Regions from separate parts of the Mus musculus genome. Here all the other regions are linked to region 7. Evidence: chromatin contacts called from public Hi-C, HiChIP or PLAC-seq, Micro-C and promoter capture Hi-C data. All regions are on one chromosome and are shown on one strand. The core of a region is the stretch at or near the end of the contact, and the rest is flanking DNA. Distances in the headings are between cores, read along the strand shown.

Region 1 (2,700 bases), core at 4-2,503, 510 kb after region 7:
GGGGGTGGGGGTGGGGGTGTCTCTTCCAGGCCGCACTAGATACCGCCACACCCCTCAAAGTCCATACTGATGTTTGTCGGGAATCCCCCGCTTACGCTTACGTCGTCTAGAAGAGCCCGAGACAGAAAGTGCACTAGCTCTGCACCCAGGTCTGGAGCAGAGCCGCGGCGCCTCCAGAGCTAGCCAGGCTCTAGGCTCTGCCTCGATGGTCATAGGCTCCTTAAACCCACCCAGGCCGGGACAGATGTGGTCAGGGTTGACTTCTCTCAGGACTGAGGAGTGGATTGGACGGAAACTGCAGGCTGGGTCAGGAATAGAGGCTGGGGCAGGGCAGCTGAGACTTGGGGACAATGAGGGTGGGAAGAGGAGGCTCGCGACCCCTCCTGCAGGGTCTCGCTTCAGGATGGATTCAGGCGGTAAACACTGGCTTGTGCCAGTCTGCTTTGGGCTTCTGAGCCCGGAGAAGCGCCCACGCCAGCTCGCAGGACCCGGAGGGTGGACGCGGGCAGCGCTATGCGACTGGAGACCAAGAGCAGGCTCATTGATTTGTTAGCTGGATGGGACTGGTGAAGAAGGGAGGAGGGGGCGTTGCCATGGAGACCCAGGGTGCGCGGCCGCAAGGGAGGGGTCAGGGAATTAGTAGGTTCGGCGCAAGCGACGTAGGTCCGGGGGTTCGGGCGCGGCTCGATGCGCCCCAGCACCTGTGCATTGTGCATCAACGGCGGCTGGCGACCAGGATGGCGCCAGCTAGGGCATGGGCAGGTGGGGAGGGCCTGGGTCTGCAGAGGGGCAGCGCCTGGCTGGCACCTACGCAGGGAGCCCTAATAGCTCGGCGGGGCAAGCCACGCACCCGGGGAAACGCTGGGCAATCAGGCAGGGGGGCCAGGGGCGGGAGCCTAGGGCAGCGGCCCCCCTGTCCAGCCGTGCAGACTGACAGCAGCCGGGCCCGCCCCGCTTGGCGTCACTTCCGCTGACGGCTCGCTCCCCCTCCCTCTGGGTCTCTGGAGTGGACAGAGACCCCGCCTCCTGGCTATTGGAACGCGGGTCACGTAGCAACGCAGGGGAGACGGGGAGAGGGGCGTGGCCGGGCGCTAGTCCAATCAGCGCCCGCAGAACGGGCCCAGGACGCTTGGCTTTAGCAACGTCGTTAGCAACACGTGGGGCGGGAGGAAGCGCTGGGAGGGGGTGGAGGGAGGGAGAGTGCGCGGGGGAGGGAGGAGAACTGACGTCAGCGGGAGAGTATTATGGGCTGTCGAGGGCTGGCTGCTGCTTTTCTGCTCCTGGAAGCGGCTGAGGGGGGAAGCGGCGAGTCAACATGGAGCTCTCGGCGGTGGGGGAGCGGGTGTTCGCGGCCGAAGCCCTCCTGAAGCGGCGCATTCGCAAAGTAGGTGAAGGGGAAGGCGGGCGGCGACGCGAACTCTCCCTCACCAGGGCCCAGGCTCCCTCCCCTTGCTGCAGCCCAGCCTCCCTTCCCCCAGGTCCCAGCAGCGGCCGCGGCCGTGGCGGCGGCGGCGGCGGCTCAGCCCCAGCGCTCTCCTTAGACTTGCAGCCCTGCACAGATTGCATGGATGGGGGGTGGGGTGGGGGATGAATGCCGGTGCATGCACTTTGTGCAGCGTTTCTGCAGGGGTGCTGCAGTGGACTGGTTCCTTTGGCGGTAGTGTTTGGAGCATTCATTTGGTGCATGCATTTTCGTGTGTATTTCTTGTGTCCTCGTCATGCATTTCTCCCCACGCACACACATACACAAGCATTTTCCCTTTTGCATCTGCAGGGACGCATGGAATATCTCGTGAAATGGAAGGGCTGGTCGCAGAAGTAAGTAGGTTATATGCAATCGCTACCCCACACTGATATCGAGGAGGGTTCTTTCTTCCTCTTTTCCCCTTCACATTGAAATACAACACAAGGCAGCCGGAAAAGTTGCACACACATACACGCCCTCCACTCTGTCCTCTCTCTCCTGCTCCAGGGACTGATGCTCCATTCTTCCTGGTTTCCTTTAGGTACAGCACGTGGGAGCCCGAAGAAAATATTCTGGATGCTCGCCTCCTTGCAGCCTTTGAGGAAAGGTACAGACCCTTAGCCTAGCCACTCACTAGAACCCATACACGCTGACTTCGGTGCAGCCAGGACACACCCCCTTCTCTCTCTTTTCTTTCTTTAGGGAACGGGAGATGGAGCTCTATGGCCCCAAAAAGCGAGGACCCAAGCCTAAAACCTTCCTTCTCAAGGTATGTTGCGATCTCCAGAGGTGGAGTGTGCCGTTCAGGGAGGATCTGCAGGGCTTGTAAATCAATGGGTGCCCTTGCCTTGTGTGTATTTGTAATCTGGACTTCTGTCAGAGGCCCCATCACGGAGTTCTAGAGGCAGGACTTAGCTGCACCAGAAGGCCTTCATTCCCACCCCCCCTCCAGCCATCCCAAGTAGACCTCTGTTACACAAGGAGTCTGTTGGTTGCAAATGGCTTCTTCCAGACAAACCCTCATTCCCCTCCCCCAGACTATTACTAAGAGCCCACCTCCCCACTCAATTAGAATTTCCCAGGCATCCAGGGAAAGTTGGGCAGTCAAGGCTAGAGGTCGTGGGGGGGTGGGGTGGGCGGGGGCGGGGCTTTTTTCTCCTCACAACAACTTCCTTCTGCAGGCCCAGGCCAAGGCAAAGGCCAAAACCTATGAATTCAGAAGTGACTCTACCAGA
Region 2 (2,700 bases), core at 17-2,516, 430 kb before region 7:
CCCAGAATTATAAGTCAATGTCAAGACTGAACAGAAAACATTCCCCTACCCACAAAAGCAGCACATGCCAACTCAAGAAGAGTAGAAACTGGTATAATCAGGCAGTGATGCCCAAGGGTGTACCAAGTTTCTCACAGATTTTTGTTCAGGTGATGGGTGTCAGACCCCACAGGACAACAGTTACCATTCCACATGGGCTGTGTCAACCCTCAGACACAGAGCACAGTGTGTGGCTCAACTCAGAGCCCCCGCTGCGTAGCCTGTCCCCAGACCTTATGGGTATATACGGGGAGATGGGGGGAGGGGAGCACACTGAGACAAAGGCACAGAACAGGGTGTGTATGTGTCTGTGTGTGAGTGCACGCACGTGGAGTTCTGGGCTGGCTGCAAGCTGGTGCTGCGCAGGATCAGCCCACATGATGAAGTTTTAAACTGCATTTTACAAGCAGCTGCAGGAAGACATGTGCAGCGGAGCTTGGGCGTGCACAGCCGCAAGTACTAAACCCCTGGGGGGCCATGGCCACAGCATGCAGGAGAAGACTGGTACACCTACCCACCCTGAGCACCCCCTCTGCAGATGAGGGGACCTCTGGCCAGGGGCACTGACTTGTTCACTGGCCAGCAGGTGCCGAGGAGAGGTTGGGCCCTCGTGGCGGGCTCCATGGCCTCCCACCTTCTCCTTCTCTTGGAAGATCCTCCCAGGTGTACTGTGCTGACAGAAAAGCCTTACTTCATTTTATTTAAAAAAAGATATTAATTAATTAACTTATTTATTTTTGTTTTTTTTGAGACAGTGTTTCTTTGTGTAAAAGCCCAGCCTGTCCTGGAGCTCGCTTTATAGAGGCTGGCTTCGAACTTGGAGATCCGCCTGCCTAGGCTTCCCAAGTTCAGGGATTAAAGGTGTGTGCCATCACCACCTTACGGTTTTTATTTTTATTTATGGTGTTTGTGCACATGAGTGTAGGTACTCTTGGAGGCCAGAAGAGGTCGTCAGATCCCCTTAAGGAGAGTTATAGGCAGCTGTTTGCTGCTGACATGGGTGCCACCCAACCAAACTTGGGTCTTCTGTAACAACAGCATGCACTCTTAACCACTGAGCTGTCTCTCTAGCCCCAGGAAGAGGCTTTTAACCAGCCTCTGCCAGGGCCAAATCCACCCATACCCTGGGGACCTAGAGCTCTTAGGCCACAGCCCAGGTGGACCCTAAACTTGAAAAACCGGATCAGATTGGGAAAGAAGGCCCAGTGTGCCAGAGCAAACAGTGAATGAGGGAGGGTAAATCTTTGCAGACAGCTGCCACCTGATGAGCCTCTCCAGGGAGTGGAGTATCAACAGGGGTGACTGGCAGTAGGTGGCCCATCCCAGGGAGCTGACATGAGAGATCCTGGAGGGAGGGGCAGAAGCCCTAGGCACACCAAGGCAGTGAGTCAGCCTTAGCCCATCAGAGTGAAAAAAGCCTTAACTCAGGAGGGTGAGGATGGGGCTGGGACCAGGAGAGTTCCAGGCCCCAGAATATTTGGGAACTAATAGGAAGAGACCCTCCCCCACAAAGTACACGTGGGTCCCAGAGACAATATGTGACATTTGGGACAAAAGTATAAAAACACAGAGAAACATACCAGGAGACCACGCCCTCCTCAACTTCTACCAACTTACAGTGAGTCAAGTCGCTGAAAGGTCAGCCACCAGTGAGTCACACTGCATTTCACCCTAACGTCTCAGTTTTAAAGATTTCTGGTGCTATTAGTAACTTGGCTTCACATTTGGAGGGTTAGTGTGCAATTCGGTCCACGTGGAAATGTAACCCTTCTTGGGGGGAAGCACAGGGACTGAGGTACATTTACGATGTCCATCTGTGCTGCAGCAGAGGCTAGAGCCCCCCCCCCCCTCCTTTTTGTTTTTGTTTTGTTTGTTTTTCTGAGATAGGATCTCGAGTATTTCAGGCTAGCCTAAGGGTCAAACTCATTACATAGCTTTAGAGAGCCTTGAACTCCTGAGCCTCCTGCTTCTGCCTCCTGAGTACTGGGACCACAGGTGTGCACTACCACACCCAGCAGACTCCCTTTCCACACACAATACTCCATGGGTGGAGAGACCATGTACCTAGGCTGTTTGCCTGCTTTCTCTCGATGGCAAGTCATTTCCTTCACTGACATCTTCGGTTATTCTGGTGCATACTGCAGACCATCTCTCAGATATGTATATCTGAGAGCTGATATATCCAGTATATCCAGCTTTGTAGACTGATCAACTGTTGGATTCAGGACCTCCTATATATATATACACATACATACATACACACACACACACACACACACACACACACACACACACACACACACACACGTATATATAGTTCATTCTATACTTTCTGTTACTCTAAGCCCCAACTCCTGGTACCAACTTCTGTCCTCTGTAGTGTCACTATTGCTGTGATGAGGCATCATGCCCAAATGCAGTTCTGGGTTACTCTGGCTTACACTTCTACATCATCGAAGGAAGTCTAACCCTGAGTTCATTATCAAGTCAGGACAGAAACTAAAGCAAGCAGGAACCTGGAGGCAGGACTTGATGCAGAGGCCGTGGAGGAGTGTTACTTTTTGACTTGCTCTTCATAGCTTGGCCAGTCTGATTTCTTATAGAACCTTGACCATCACCACCCACAACGGGTTAGGCCCTCCCTTATCAATCCCTAATCTA
Region 3 (2,700 bases), core at 186-2,685, 320 kb after region 7:
TTTAAAAAGCTAAGCTAGCTTTCTAAAAAACAAACGAATACAGATTTCTGCTTCACAGACAATGAGAGCTTGGGCTATTCCCCCCTCTGCTTCCCAGCACCACTGGAGCAGGCATTTTGTGCACCTGCCTTTGCTCAGAATCTTTGCATTTCAAGTCTTCCCCAAGTTGGAGCTCATTCTATACCTGTGGCTTCACAGTTAGCCTTCTCGTGGGATATACTCTGGATGTGTTTCCATGGGTGTCCATAAGGACTTTAACTATATGAAACAACCCAGAAAAGTCTGAGCAAATAGAACTGTTTAAACTTGCTTTTGTTTTGCACAAAACCTAAAACAGTGCCGGCAACAGCATTTTGGGGTTCACTCAGTGATGGGGATCAGTCTATCCCTCAAGACCATGATGGGGGTGAGGGGAATCCATCTTGCAGGGGGAGGTATGGGCCTAGCCCAATCCCAACGGAGCTACTGCTCCTCCTTTCTTCCCACTCTTGTAATACTGAACGGCGTCCCATCCATCCAAGTCCTGCTTTGCAGCGGGTTTATCAAGCATGATGGTTGCCATGGTTACCGCGGGGCGTTAAAGTCTGTAGTCCAGGAGAAGCAGGGGCTAGGAGTAAGGAATGATGGGGGGTGGGGGGCGCTTGAAAAGGACAAAGAACAGAAGGTGCAAGAGATAGGGGACATGGGGGAGCGTGGGTTGGGTAGTGTAGGACAGGTCCAGAAAGTGGAGAAGAGCGGGAAGGGGCACAGAAGTGAAGGAGAAGGCGGTCCGGGTGGGGGTACCTGCGTGCAGAAATTTAGTGAAAACATCTGGTGGGTTTATTATCCCTCCTGCGGGGCTTACCCGTCAGCCTGGTCCTCCGGCTCCGCCATCTCTCGTTGCTAGGCTACGCCATCAACATCCGGCGAAGTCTGGACCGCGTGCTCCAAGACCGCAGGAGGCGGGGTCTGGCAGCGTCCATCGATTCACACAGAAACACTAAGCAAACACATTAAAGAACAAATGTGTTTTGCCTGTCCGTCGCCATGTGTCCCAGACTTTCCCGGCTGGACTTAGTTCCCGTAGAGTGACCCTGATGATGTTCAGGGACTCAAAGAAAGTGGCAGGCAGGTTGGGGATGCTGGGTCCGGGAAACGCGCCTAGCTCTGGCTCTTCCACTTCCAGCTTTGGGTTACTCAAGAACCAGTACCTTTTGGGGAGCATCATTCCTTCGTAACCCTAAGTTTGAGAAATAGAAATGCAAGGGGTGAGCGCATACATGGGTACAGGGAGGCCCTGCCTTTCGGATCGAGGGCACAGGGCTCCCATCCAGGGCAGGGTCCGGGGTACTAGGCGCGTGGCGAGATCCTGCAGAGTCAGCAGAAAGCCCCGAGCAGGGGTCGACGGATGCGCAGGACCCTGAGGTTGGAGTTAGTGCCTGGCGTTCCGGGCTGAGCGGGGCTGGGCCCCGGGGCGGAGCGAGGCGGAGCGGGGGCGGAGCGGAGGCGGAGCGGGGACGGCCTCTCCATATTCCCTCCCCGCCGCGCCTCGCTTTCGGCGGCGGTGGCAGTGGCGGCGGCGGTGGTGGCTCCTGGAGCCGGCGCGTGTCCAGCCCTCGCGGCGGGACCCGGGTGGGTATCAGGGTTCTTCTGGGATCGCGGGCCGGGGATTTTGGGGTCCACTCGGGACGACGTGGCGGTTCCTGGGTACCCTGGAATCTGCACGCACCGGACCCGGGCCTGCTGCGCGGGGGTCCGGGAGTGGCTGGGGGACCGGCTCTGGGCTCTGGGCGGGGGCGATGCGGAGGAACCCGGATCTTGCTGGGGACGCCCTGGGAACTCCACCCTCGAGTGAGACTCTCTGCTTTGGGAGTGGGCCCACTCGAGGAGACTCGGTCCTCGCCTGTCTGGAGCTGTGGGCCGGGGCACTTGCGGTCTTTGTCTTGCTGGCTGGTCTGAGCATGCGAAGAACTTATGGGGTTCCTGCACTGTCAGACAGAGCCCCCAAGGTGTGCCATGCCCTCCTGGGGCGTGTGCGGTCTTAGCGTTGGGGCACTAGGGGGAAATGGTCAGGGCTATTTAAGAGGCCCCATGTCAGGATCCTCGCTTCTTTTTTAGCCTGCGCGCCTCTCTCTCTCTCTCTCTTTCCTCAAAAGAAAGAAAGAAAAAAAGGGATAGTATAAAAAGAAAAAAGGGCAATTTAAGATTGCTAAAAATAACCCACGGAACCCTGCCAGAACGCGCGGTGAGAAAAGCCTGTTCCTCCGAAGTCGGTGTCACATGTTGGCCACAATCTAGTCCAGGTTCCGTTCAGAAATAGGGGAATAGAAAAGCGTCTCTTGACTCTGTTAAAGTTTGTTCCATGGACTCTGTCAACTTCCTTTATCAGGAAAGAGAGAGAGAGGGGAAGTGTCCTGTCACCAAGCATACTGGTCAGAACATGGGTGCAAAGAGCCGGGGACTAGGGGCTCCACTCTAAATCTTAATAACTGATCAAAGAATTTAAAAGAAACTATGTATGTAGCTCTTGGAAGAAATATTGACATTAACCTTGATAGCGAATATTGAACTTAGTGGTGCGGTGACTTTGGGCACAGGGGCCGGCTAAGATTCACCCATTGGGAATTTACCAGAGTTGGTTCTTAGCTGGTTGCTGGGGATGGATCTCTTAGCTGAGCAGTACTTATGGGTTTTTTCTCTGTTTGTTTGTTTTGTCCCCCC
Region 4 (2,700 bases), core at 7-2,506, 500 kb before region 7:
ATGTGCACACACACACACTTTCGTGCACACTTTCATGCACATACACATGCACACACATGCACGCACACACACACATACACACACACACACATATGTATGAGCATGCATATCCAAGTGCACACACACTCAAAAACACACACATGTGCACACAGACATATGCTTTCATGCATACTTTCATGAACAGACACATGCACACACATGAGCACGCACACCACGTACACACACACACACACACACACACACACACACACACACCAATACAGCCCCGCCCAACTGTGGAATTTCTTTTGCAGTTGGAAGGAGTCAGTCTGCAACATGCTGCCATGTGAAAGAGCCTTGGGAATTCCACACTGAGCAACAGGAAACACGACACACGACACGCTATAGGACTCTATTTTTAAATAATGTCCAGAATAGGCAATCCCACAGGGACTGAGCAGGGATCACAGCTGCTTGGGGCTCAGCGAGGGGGATGGGCCATGGGTGTTTCCTGGGGACAGTTTCCTTCTGGAACGAGAGGACTGCTCTGCAGTGGGCAGTGGTGATGGTCACACAGTGGCCTGGATGTGTCAATACTACTGGTTCCTCCGCCTCAGGTTGGTTTATATTATGTTCTGTGGATTTCACCACATGGTATGCACAGTAGGGAGGGATGATTTTATTTCCCTTATATTAGTTTAGTTTAGGCTGGCCTGTACGCACACCATGCCTGATTTACAAGGTCCTCATGCGTGTGAGGCAAGCACTCTACCAACTAAATACACCCCGTATTTTATTAATTTATTCTTGACTACTTGAGATGGGATCCTACTGTGTAGCTCTGGGTAGTCTGAAACTCACTCTGTAGAACAGGCTGGCCTCGAACTGGAAGCAATCGTTCTGGCTCTGTCAACTTAGTGCTGGGATTACAGGTGTCCAACAACACACCAGACAGATGTTTTCAGTAACATAAAAGCCAAAGAAATAAGTATCTCCAAGAGATGCTGTAGGGTAGTACCTGGCCTGGCCAAGGAAGCCAGGGAGGGGATAGTCTCAGGGAGGGGAGGCAAGAGCCAGAAGCCAGGCCATGCTTCAAGGATTCTAGACCTGGCACAACCCTCGTGGACACTCCCTCATGGGCCCTCTGCTTCTGTTGGTGCTGCTGCTTCTCTGCCAGCCCTGGCCTTGGCTTACGAGAGCCAGAGGACCCGTAGCTGTGGCAACACCGCACTATTATTTCCCTGTCCCCTTGGAGAGACTGTGAGGAAGCTCATACTGCCCACTCTCTTGCCTGGAGCAGCAGCAGGTGCAGCCTGCCTGCCCAACCCCGGTGTCCCCAGCAGCCTGCCCTGCACGGATTGGAGCCTGAAGGAGAACAAGCTCTTTCCTAGGGAGCCATTTTTATGAAAAGACGGCCCTCAAGCCCCAGCCTCAGCCCGTGGTTTGCCCTTTGCGGAGAAAGTGGGCTGGTTCCTGATGAGCTCTGAGCTCTGGGCTCTGCTTTACCTTCCTGGGGAGGCCAGGCAACGTTAGCAAGCTGTCACTGCCGTCTGGTGTCTCTGGCCAATGTCAGCGCTTGGCCAAACCACCAGCTTGTTGAGCACAGCTGTGGTAGGTGGGGCTCTTTTTCAGGGTGAAAGGCTGTCTCTGAGTGTGACAGGCCCCTCCCCTAAGACAGGGACAGTGCGAGCACAATGCTCACCCTAGCCTTCCACTCATCCTTGCCCACAGATCCCAGGCCTGGCTGCATCTCGCTATAAACATGTTGCAGTGCCTCAGTTTCTCTCTGTGTTCCCAGGAGGTTGAGGTTGGGATGTATCTGGAGGTGCTGCACCCTTGGCAGGGTGTGGGCCTTCCAGGTAGGGGTATCCCTGGGGTGTCCATTGTGGTATCCACCATACAGGTTTGTCTGCTGACTCTGGGGAGGCTCGATACCTTGCAGAAATGCTTATGTGTTGCAGTTTAAATGTTTACAGAATGCCTAGGCGGGGGTGGCAGGCAGCTCAGTGTCCAAGCACTCTCAGCATCTTAGTACTACACACACATACACACACACACACACACACACACACACACACACACACACAGAAAGGGGAGAGGGAGAGATCAGCCTAAGGCAGTCTCTAGATCCAGTGACCACTGGCTTTGGAAGAGGGTGCACACAGAGCACCAGGTAACCACCAAGGCAGAGCTGGGGTCACGCTGGGACCTTCAGCCAAGGAAGGAACACCGGAGTCTCAGGAGACCAAGCAAGGACCCTGGTCAGAAGCTCTTGGGAAGTGTGGCCGTCTGATATCTCAATGTCACACTTGGGAAAGTGAGTCCCAGGACTCTTCCCCACGCTCTGTTTCCATGCCTTCTTTCCTCAACCATGCCTCCTCCCTGAGTGTCCGGGTGGTCTCAGTGGCCACAGGGACCCTGTTGGAGCTACTCAGGTCAGAAAGAAGGTAGGATGCAGGAAGGTTTGGAACCTATGCTAATAAAGAATGCTTTTCTTCTTCGCTGTGATGGAGCTGTAAGGCCTGGAACACCCGGAAAGGTGACCGAGAGCACCGAACCTCCCTGGCTGTGTCTCTAGCACAAGCTATCTGCGAATGGCCAGAATGAGGGTGAGTGGTGGCTGTGGCCTCAGGCTCCGGAGGTCCAGCTGCCTCTCTGTTCTTGCAATCACTGAAAAATGGAGTATTTTACTTGATGTGTTTTTGTTTTTTTTTTAAACAT
Region 5 (2,700 bases), core at 18-2,517, 320 kb before region 7:
TATGTGGGATGCACAGCTGTGGCCACTGCCCTCTCTACATGTACTTTGTTACTTGTTGAGCTCTGCTTGTCCACTCTCTAATGACTGCTGACTTGCGTGCTCATCTATAGATGGGAAGTGAATCCAACTTCCCTTCCATTAATCCTGGGCTGTGTAGGGCAAAGCCTGAGCCATGGCAGCTATGTATACCCACTCACTAAGAGGGTGCCGAGGTCAAGTGGGCTGCACCTCAGCTCCTGAATACAGAGCTTCTCTTTTGAGCTGAGTAAGGCATTTCTGCCTGTCACTGAGGGGCTAAGTCTTAAGACAGGAATTTAAAAAATAATTATTTAATTTAAAAAAATGGTGTGTGTGTATGTGGTGTGTGTGTGTGGTATGTATGGTGTGTGTGTGGTATGTGTGGTGTGTGTGTGTGAAGGTCTGTATGAGCACCATGTGCATGTAAGAACCGAGTGAAGTCAAAGGAGGATCCCTGGACCTGGAGTTATGCATCAGAGGTGCTGAGAACGGAACCCACATCTCCCGCAAGAGCACTGAGAGCTCCTAACCATTACGCCATGTGTCCAGCTGAGACAGGCATCTCTATAAGGCGACAACACAGGACTGCAAAGACTCGATGTCAGTAGTTCTAAGCCTCCAGTGAGCCCAGGAAGCAGTAAGTAGGAAGGCACATGTGCCAGGAGACCTAGGCCTGTGATAAGCCTGGATGTGGTGGAGGAATGTAGCTTGGGTTGCACAGTGGCAGGAAAATCCAAAGAAAGCAGCCTTCTCACTCCGTGCTCTCTCATGTGGCTACAACTCAGAAGTAGAGGACTGACATTTCAACTTAAAACTCTACAGTTCCAAACACTGGGCTAGATTTACAAGTAAAGTCTAAGAAAACTAGTACAATCAGCTTAGAATCTCTCTGGGTGAAATGTCCTCAGATCCGATTTCCAGCTCTGAGGTATGGAGTTGCTAAGCAGCAGCTGAGGAGAGGAGAAGGAGGTGGCTTCCAGTGTACTCTAGAGACAGGGCCACATGTTCTGCTTTCAGTTTCCCCTGAGAGACAGGGAACTGGCCACTCAGATGGAGTTGGCAGCGCCTCTCTAAGCGACAGCAAGTGCTCACACAGCTACCTCTGGTACTCTCAGGCATCCTCCTGGGGAGTGACACGCTGCTTCCTGCAAAGCTCAGTTGCCACGTGGCACCAAGCTGTAAGGGATCTATCTCGAAGCTTCTGGTGAACCGTGTTACTCAGATGTCGGACGGACTGACGTCACAGACTGGGGAGGGGCTGGTGCGTGACTAATGAGGGCTCAGGCCCTCCCTCCCTCCCTCAGCTTACTGACCAAACTCAGCAGACACTGAACAGAGTAGGTAGTCACAGGTGGAGTCCTAAAGCCCCTGTGGCCTCATGGGCTGGGGTGGCAGATACAGAATAAAGAACTCTGGGGAGTCCTTTAGAATCAGGAACCCCACAGAACACTGCCAGAAAAGTCTAACAATGTGCAGGACATGGAGAAAGGGAGACACTTGTAAATATTACTGTGTAGTTTAAAGCCTATTTCAATGACTGGGCTGACTGTGGATGTTGAGCTCTGTGTGACACCGTAGCAGAGAACACAACTCTAAGCTTTACCACCCTCTGACTGGGATGGGAGGCACAGTTGTTTTAGTGGAAAGGGAAGCTGTGGTTACAAATTACCTCTTGATTTCACATCAGCCCTGATTTGCCAGGAGTGATTCTCCCTGGCTCCTTGCCAAATCAACTGCCCTGTCTTAACATCTCCAAAATACAACCTGCCACCCTCACACACGGATCAGGGCCCATGGGACTGAGGTAAGGACACTGGGTTCTGCCTCAAAGCAGAGGCAGGAACTGGGCCTGGCCGGCAACTTGCTACTTGCTAAGCTCTAGAAGGGCTAAGGATCTATTTTCATGTCTAGACTAGAAGTAATAAAAGACCGTGATGTTCTAGGATTGATTTTCAGAGCAGTGGCCACAGCTTTCTGAATAGCATGTGGTGAAGTGCAGTCTCTCAGAGCTCTGCAGCTGTTTCTGAACCTCAGAGCCTTATTGGGAAAGGACTGTATAGACACGAGGCTGCGAGTCCTCATCTAGGGCTTGAAGAGCTGGCAGAGTGAGGTCAGGTCCTCTGATGATCTGGAAATGGCCAAGACTTCTGCCAGTCTTTAGAAACACAGGTCCCAGGGCTGGGGGAGTGGTGGCAGTGGCTGGCGGTGGTGGGTGGTGGTGGCTGCGTGTGTATGTGGCCATTGTATTTGTTCTTCCTTGTGCGCCTGTCATGGTGCTTCAGAGTAAATCTAGTTATACCTTCCCTTCTGAGTCTAAGCTGTCGGCCTAATGTATAGAACCTTTGGGGGGTGTTATACTGACCCACTGCTCTGGCCTCCTATCTCCAGTGACCCTGGAACATCTGCATGGTCTTTGTAGTTGACCCTCAGCATCCTCGTATGACCCACTAAGCTTTGGTCACCACAGCAGGGACTGTGTGTGATAGGTGAGCACTCCCCCACTGAGCTACATTCCTAGCATTAACTCTCTCCAGCAAGTCCCTGCTGGATTTCTCTCAGTTAGGGCAGACACATGTGTAGCCTCTGCCCCTTGGTGCACACTCAGGGCCTCACCAGGTCACTACTATGCCGGGATGAAAAGGCTCGCCGTGCTTCCTGACTCCTCAACAAGAGGAAAATAGG
Region 6 (2,700 bases), core at 22-2,521, 460 kb after region 7:
ACGGATCTCCCAGGCCCACTGTGGCGCCCTCGGAAGGCCGCGTCTGGCGCAGCAGCTCCCCCAGCCGGACGCTGGCGCTGAATACCCCTGAACGTGCGGGGCTGGCCGGCTCCGAGGTGCTAAACTTCACACTCCAGGGCTCCAAAGGCCGCGTCAGCAGGGCTTGGCTGTCAGAGACCAGAGGACGGGAATTCAGGAAGACACTGTGGCTCCTTGGCCATTTCCCCTCCCCTTCTCGCAGTCCACTCATCCACCAACCCTCCGCCTCAACATCTACTTGGTCCTCCCCACTCTTACTTTTGAGGCTCTTCCATGAAGCCCCACGAAGTCCCCTTGGACCCCCCAGACTCATTCACCCCCATATTCATTCTCTCTCTCTCTCTCTCTCTCTCTCTCTCTCTCTCTCTCTCTCTCCCCCTCTCTCTCTCTCGCTCTCTCTCTCTCTCTCTCTCTCTTCTCCCAGCATCTCAGACTAAGCAAGAGGCCTTGCTTAGAAACTGCCCCTTCCCCGCGAATGAGTGAACCAAGTGTAAATTAGAAGCCGTTCAGAATCTTGGGTGGCATCGGATTCAGAGCCCCTTTCTGCTGAGGTTCTTGAGTGCTAAATGCCCCGTGGCCAGCTGTTTCTTTGTCCCTGTCTTCGCCTCTCCGTGCTCCTCCACTTGTCCAAGTCCTCAGTCTTCTGGCTCTTTCTCTCCCCACCTCGCGGCCTAAATGCCCAGAGACTGGCGGGGCGGGGCGGTGGGCACCGAGGGTGGGGTCCTGAACTGCCCCCGCCTCCATTCCGCCCCCTGCCGGAAAGTCCCCTGTGCTTCCAGAGCTCTGCTGGACAGATGTAGTTGGGAGCAACTGTAAAGTGCAGCGGGTGCTTCCGTGGCCCCCAGCAGGGATCCCCGGGCCTTGCACAAGCAGAAACAGAGGCCGAGGGTGGGGACGGGAGAGTCCCAAGTGTCCGGCTGCGGATCAGAGTGGGCCCGGTCGAGGTGCCCACCCTGGCCGCCTAGGCAGAGACACCTCTATTCCGCGGCCCCAGCTCACTTTCCCGGCTCTCAGATCCCTCCCCTGCACCTCCCCGCGCCCTCCTCCTCCCCAGCCTCCTCCCGCGCCCTCCTCCTTCCCTGCTGCCCAGACCGGGGGCCTCGGGTAGGCCGGGCTGCGCCAATCCGAGGCGCGTCCCGCCTCCTGACGCCGAGCTGGGCCCTGCGAGGCCCCGCCCGCTGACGTCCGGGATTTGCATGAGTTCTCGTGCCGCGGCGGCCCGGGCTCAGTTGTCTGAGCGAGCGAGCGAGCGAGCGAGCGCGAGCTGAGAGCCGGCGGGTGCAGGCAGCGGCGGCGGCGGCGGCGGCCAGGCTGTTGAGGGGCGAGTGGCGGCGGCGGGGGCCGGGCGCGTGGCGAGGTCCACGCGCAGGATCGTATCGGGGCGCCGGCGGGAGCTAGCTGTGTCTGCAGCCGCGCCGGCCGCTTGCGCCCCTGAGCGCTCGGGTTCGGCCATGGAGCTGCCAGCTGTTGGCGAGCACGTCTTCGCGGTGGAGAGCATCGAAAAGAAGCGGATACGCAAGGTAGGGGTGGCGCGCGGGTGGCGGCGCCGAGGCGCGGGAGCGGCGGCGGGAGCAGCGAGCGAGAGGCGCGGAGGGGGTGGGGAGGCTGCGGGCCGGAGCCGGGGATCCCGCGGAAGCTGATGGAGTGCTGTCTCTTCCCCCCCTACAGGGCAGAGTGGAGTATCTGGTGAAATGGAGAGGCTGGTCCCCCAAGTAAGTGGCGGCGGGGGCCGGGTGCCTCGGCACCAAGCGCCCTGGCCAGCAGACCCGTGGAGCTGGTGGGGTGGTGGGGGAGCGGACGGGAGGCGGGGTGGAGGTGGGGTGGAGAGAGGAGGGGGTGGGGAAGTCGGTGGCAGGCACTGGGAAGCGGAGCAGCCGAGCCCGAGCCGGGCGCCCTGTGTTGTGCTCCGCTCTCCGGGAAATGCCATCACTAATTTATGCGCTAAAAGGAGCCGGAGGAGCTGGAGAGACGCGGGGCCGAGCCCGGGAGGCCGGCGGAGGGAGGGAGGGCGCAGGCACTGACTGATGTGCAGCAGAAAATGGCTCCTTTCCCCTTTCCCTCCACCGAACGGCTCCATATTGCAAAACCAAAAAAAAAAAAAAAAATTTTTTTTAAAAGCGACGAAAATGCAATTGTATGCGTCCTCCCTCCTGGTGGTGCAGGGTAGGGAAGAAAAAAGACAGAAAATGTTGGGAACTGTCACTGCAGCTCTTTCGATGGGGAATTTTTTTTTTAATTTGAAATGCGAAGGCACCGGATGGAGACAGGCGCAGGCACACACACACACACACACACACACACACACACACTCGGAGAGGGAGAGGGAGAGGGAAAGAGAGGCATATTTTTGTACTGCTGAGTATTTGGGGTTTGCTTGCCAGTGACAGCGGTCTCCTGGGCCTTGAGGGGGGCGCTGAGCTGTGAGTTACCGGATTAGGGGTCCAATGCAGACCAGCTGAAGCCCTACTGGAGACTTGGGCTGGGGATAGGGAGGGGGACTGCGACTTTGCTTTTGGGCTGCTTTGCACGGAGGGTTTCTGGAGAGGAAAGTGGCCTTGGAACACGTCACAGTAACATGCTTAAAATTCTTGACGACTGCAAAATAAACTGCTAGTTTCGTTTTCTTCACCCCCTCCTTTCCTCCTGCCCTTGTGTGTGTAT
Region 7 (2,700 bases), core at 34-2,533:
GTGGGTCCCGGACTGGCGCCTCACAGTCCGGACCTAGTCTGGTCCATCGCAGACCCGTAAAAGGAGTGAGGCAACCGAATGCTTGACTGGAAGGTCTATGGGGCGAACCCAGCCAGCCTGTAGTTGGGCTTTTCCAGTCATTTAAAACCCGATGTGGGTTCTCCCCGCCTTCGTTTTCTTTTCAACATAATTGGATCTTGGGCGAGTTCCCAGGTCCGATTCTGACTCCGACGTGGGGCTGCAGCCCAGACCCTTGTCCAGAGTCCCCAGAGGCATTGAAACCTGGACTGGAATCCCAGCCGGCAGTGCTGCTATCCAGAAAAAAAGGAGGTATGGGTGTGCAGGTGGCTGGGTAAGGTGTCTGTAGGAAAAGGGTAAAGAGGTGCGAACCCCTGTAGATGCGAAGTCGCTGCCCACCTCTGAAACCCCTCCTCCAAAGTCCAGGGGCGCGAGGAATGGGCTAGACGGGGTTTCAAGTGGACCGGTAAACCCAACGCTCACATACACCTACAAAGGGACACACAGACACGCCCAGAGCGGTAAGGGAAGAAGCTCCCCCAGGGGCCCCTTTTGAGTGGCCAGCCAGCTTCTGGGGCGCCACCTGCCTGGAACTAGGCTGGCTTGGATGGCAGGAAGGGTTTGATCCACAGATCCGAGAAGGCCTTAGCCCTGACGAGTGCATAGTGCGGGCTCTCGTTTCCGGGGGCGGGGGACATTATTAGGTCTACAATCCTCAGGAGTTGGAAGAAGGGGAATACAGTAGGGCGGGGAGCCAGGGCGTGGGGGATCCCCAGACTCAGAGTGCTCCGTGGCTTTCAGCCACAAATGTCCATGAATCATTGTTCGGCCTCGCGACCCCTTTTCTGGACCTCAGCGAGCTGAACGCAGGGGACACCGACGTTGACTATTTAGGAAGAAGAGGGCTGCGAGCGCATGGAGCCCGAACCACACGGGCGCTTAGTGTGGAGCAAGCGAACCGAGCTTGTCTTGTGGCCATTCTTCTTTTCCGAGCCCCGTTGGAGATTAGGGGTATTGGGCAGGTGCCCCACCATCTAATCCAGGCCCACGGCCGATCTCCTTCTTGGCCCTGTATTCTGGTAGTCTTCGGGGAAGCGGCGCGGGCCCAGGCGGGGGCGTGCGTGCGGAGGCGGTGGGAGGGGGCGGTGGCGGATCCGGGAGGGACGAGATGGGGAGGGCCGAGGTAGCTCCAGCCGCGCTCCCGTGCGACCCCCGCGGCGCCGCGGGGCCGGTCCGCACACAATTAAAGCGGGATTCCTCCCCCGCTGACGTCGGCGGCGCCGAGGCCCCTCCCGCGGCTGCATAAAAGGCGCGGGCTCCGCAGCGCAGGCGGCAGTGGGGGCCGAGGAGCGCGGCCGAGAAGACTGTGCGGCGTAGAAGCGCGGTGCTAGAGCGCGGGCCGCCTGCGGAGCGACTGCCCCAGCCAGCCCGATCCCGGTCTCAGCCCGATCCCCACCGGAGCCGAGCGGCCCCGGTGCTCCAAGTGTCCGGAGCCATGCTGGCCGGCCGCGCCGCACGCACCTGTGCGCTGCTCGCCCTCTGCCTCCTGGGCAGTGGGGCCCAAGATTTCGGGCCGACCCGCTTCATCTGCACTTCGGTGCCGGTGGATGCAGACATGTGTGCCGCGTCCGTGGCTGCGGGCGGCGCGGAGGAGCTTCGGAGCAACGTGCTGCAGCTCCGCGAGACCGTGCTGCAGCAGAAGGAGACCATCCTCAGCCAGAAGGAGACCATCAGGGAGCTGACCACCAAGCTTGGCCGCTGCGAGAGCCAGAGCACCCTGGACTCGGGTCCCGGCGAGGCCAGGTCGGGAGGCGGCCGCAAGCAGCCTGGCTCGGGCAAGAACACGATGGGCGACCTGTCCCGGACGCCGGCCGCGGAGACGCTCAGCCAACTCGGGCAAACTTTGCAATCTCTCAAAACCCGACTGGAGAACCTCGAGGTCCGCGTGAGCTGCGGTTTCCCCTCCGTGTTATGCGCCCTTCTGCCCTCGCCCACCCCATCCCGACCCGGTCCGGCACCCCCGTCCCCCCTTCCTTGCCTCTTCGGCGCGCTGATGCCTGACCGGCGCCTCTCGAACCCTGCGGGGCACCGAGGGCTGCCACTCGCTGGAGCTTCCCTCCAGGCCACCCCCGCAATCGCCCCAGGGACCGCGTCGCGGGCCTTCGCGCACGGTCCGGGCTGCACGCCTAACGGTGTGGTTTTCCCCTGCCCTTATGCCCCCGCAGCAGTACAGCCGCCTCAATTCTTCCAGCCAAACCAACAGCCTCAAGGATCTGCTGCAGAGCAAGATCGATGACCTGGAGCGGCAGGTGCTGTCTCGGGTGAACACTCTGGAGGAGGGGAAAGGGGGCCCCAAGAACGACACAGAGGAAAGGGCCAAGATCGAGAGCGCCTTGACCTCCCTACACCAACGGATCAGCGAGCTGGAGAAAGGTAAGGGCTCAGGGGAACGTGCTGCATGCTCTCCAGAGACAGCCTGCCTGGGTCCTGCTCCCTGCCCTGGCCTCTTGTCCCGGCCCCACTCTGTAATCCCTCCCCAGTTAGGGCTTCCTGCCCAGTTCCTAGGCTGGAGATACCTCTCCAGGGACGCAGCAGAGCTTAAGAAGGGATTGTACAGTACAGTCAGGACACTCGCAGGATTTTTTTTAAGTCTGATTTGTTTAATCTCCAGCAACTTTGCAC

The links. A called contact is a pair of places that touch in the nucleus more often than the background predicts. HiChIP or PLAC-seq counts read pairs in DNA pulled down with a chosen protein or histone mark. Capture Hi-C pulls out chosen DNA fragments and counts their contacts.
Region 1: a contact with region 7 is called in a Micro-C map of embryonic stem cells, with 4 times the contacts expected there. The contact joins the promoter of Cbx8 here to the promoter of Nptx1 in region 7. A contact is called at or near these places in 5 of 39 promoter capture datasets (all in embryonic stem cells), 21 of 484 Hi-C or Micro-C datasets (differentiating embryonic stem cells, embryonic stem cells, stem cell-derived epiblast-like cells and 1 more), 7 of 115 datasets of contacts at active chromatin or transcription factors (embryonic stem cells and pancreatic cancer cells) and 1 of 9 other capture datasets (embryonic stem cells).
Region 2: a FOXA1 HiChIP or PLAC-seq map of pancreatic cancer cells shows a contact between it and region 7. The contact joins the enhancer-like site here to the promoter of Nptx1 in region 7. A contact is called at or near these places in 10 of 39 promoter capture datasets (the C10 cell line, cranial neural crest, embryonic stem cells and 5 more), 2 of 115 datasets of contacts at active chromatin or transcription factors (astrocytes and pancreatic cancer cells) and 1 of 9 other capture datasets (embryonic stem cells).
Region 3: a contact with region 7 is called in a promoter capture Hi-C map of pancreatic islet. The contact joins the promoter of Ccdc40 here to the promoter of Nptx1 in region 7. A contact is called at or near these places in 1 of 115 datasets of contacts at active chromatin or transcription factors (pancreatic cancer cells) and 1 of 9 other capture datasets (pancreatic islet).
Region 4: an H3K4me3 HiChIP or PLAC-seq map of stem cell-derived neural progenitor cells shows a contact between it and region 7, with 15 read pairs. The contact joins the enhancer-like site here to the promoter of Nptx1 in region 7. A contact is called at or near these places in 3 of 39 promoter capture datasets (cranial neural crest, hippocampal neurons and stem cell-derived epiblast-like cells), 2 of 115 datasets of contacts at active chromatin or transcription factors (pancreatic cancer cells and stem cell-derived neural progenitor cells) and 1 of 9 other capture datasets (macrophages).
Region 5: a Hi-C map of bone marrow-derived macrophages shows a contact between it and region 7, with 25 read pairs. The contact joins the enhancer-like site here to the promoter of Nptx1 in region 7. A contact is called at or near these places in 13 of 39 promoter capture datasets (the 3T3-L1 cell line, the C10 cell line, the HPC-7 cell line and 6 more), 5 of 484 Hi-C or Micro-C datasets (bone marrow-derived macrophages, cerebral cortex, cortical neurons and 2 more), 15 of 115 datasets of contacts at active chromatin or transcription factors (astrocytes, bone marrow-derived macrophages, craniofacial prominence and 11 more) and 2 of 9 other capture datasets (embryonic stem cells and pancreatic islet).
Region 6: a contact with region 7 is called in a Hi-C map of embryonic stem cells, with 9 times the contacts expected there. The contact joins the promoter of Cbx4 here to the promoter of Nptx1 in region 7. A contact is called at or near these places in 3 of 39 promoter capture datasets (all in embryonic stem cells), 1 of 15 datasets of contacts at CTCF or cohesin (stem cell-derived epiblast-like cells), 18 of 484 Hi-C or Micro-C datasets (differentiating embryonic stem cells, embryonic stem cells, stem cell-derived epiblast-like cells and 1 more), 7 of 115 datasets of contacts at active chromatin or transcription factors (embryonic stem cells and pancreatic cancer cells) and 1 of 9 other capture datasets (embryonic stem cells).

What each region holds. Positions count from the first base shown.
Region 1 is chr11:119,039,466-119,042,165 of GRCm38.p6, reverse strand. Cbx8 (chromobox 8) reads left to right here and starts at 1,253. Exons shown (of 5, transcript NM_013926.1): 1 at 1,253-1,384; 2 at 1,775-1,818; 3 at 2,007-2,072; 4 at 2,168-2,234; 5 at 2,647-2,700. The coding sequence starts at 1,316.
Region 2 is chr11:119,974,922-119,977,621 of GRCm38.p6, reverse strand. All of the region lies in intron 3 of Baiap2 (brain-specific angiogenesis inhibitor 1-associated protein 2), which reads right to left. Among named protein-coding and RNA genes, the nearest start is that of Gm11767, 33 kb to the right of the region's middle. Within about 2 kb of position 1,266, at least 111 of the 459 cell types and tissues checked have an H3K27ac peak or open chromatin away from gene starts, as enhancers often do. A contact at or near this core is called in pancreatic cancer cells, where this site is marked.
Region 3 is chr11:119,227,307-119,230,006 of GRCm38.p6, reverse strand. It overlaps Ccdc40 (coiled-coil domain containing 40), which reads right to left and starts at 1,435. Exons shown (of 21, transcript NM_001364767.1): 1 at 1,260-1,435; 2 at 845-979. The coding sequence starts at 873. Tbc1d16 (TBC1 domain family, member 16) reads left to right here and starts at 1,508. Exons shown (of 12, transcript NM_172443.3): 1 at 1,508-1,611.
Region 4 is chr11:120,050,172-120,052,871 of GRCm38.p6, reverse strand. No RefSeq gene overlaps it. Among named protein-coding and RNA genes, the nearest start is that of Aatk, 4.4 kb to the right of the region's middle. Within about 2 kb of position 1,256, at least 52 of the 459 cell types and tissues checked have an H3K27ac peak or open chromatin away from gene starts, as enhancers often do. A contact at or near this core is called in stem cell-derived neural progenitor cells, where this site is marked.
Region 5 is chr11:119,862,073-119,864,772 of GRCm38.p6, reverse strand. All of the region lies in intron 20 of Rptor (regulatory associated protein of MTOR, complex 1), which reads right to left. Among named protein-coding and RNA genes, the nearest start is that of Rptoros, 29 kb to the right of the region's middle. Within about 2 kb of position 1,267, at least 167 of the 459 cell types and tissues checked have an H3K27ac peak or open chromatin away from gene starts, as enhancers often do. A contact at or near this core is called in bone marrow-derived macrophages, cerebral cortex, cortical neurons and 3 more, where this site is marked.
Region 6 is chr11:119,084,808-119,087,507 of GRCm38.p6, reverse strand. Cbx4 (chromobox 4) reads left to right here and starts at 1,271. Exons shown (of 5, transcript NM_007625.2): 1 at 1,271-1,559; 2 at 1,708-1,751. The coding sequence starts at 1,491.
Region 7 is chr11:119,546,403-119,549,102 of GRCm38.p6, reverse strand. It overlaps Nptx1 (neuronal pentraxin 1), which reads left to right and starts at 1,283. Exons shown (of 5, transcript NM_008730.2): 1 at 1,283-1,957; 2 at 2,244-2,451. The coding sequence starts at 1,514. It overlaps Gm11762 (predicted gene 11762), which reads right to left and starts at 473. Exons shown (of 4, transcript NR_045099.1): 1 at 1-473.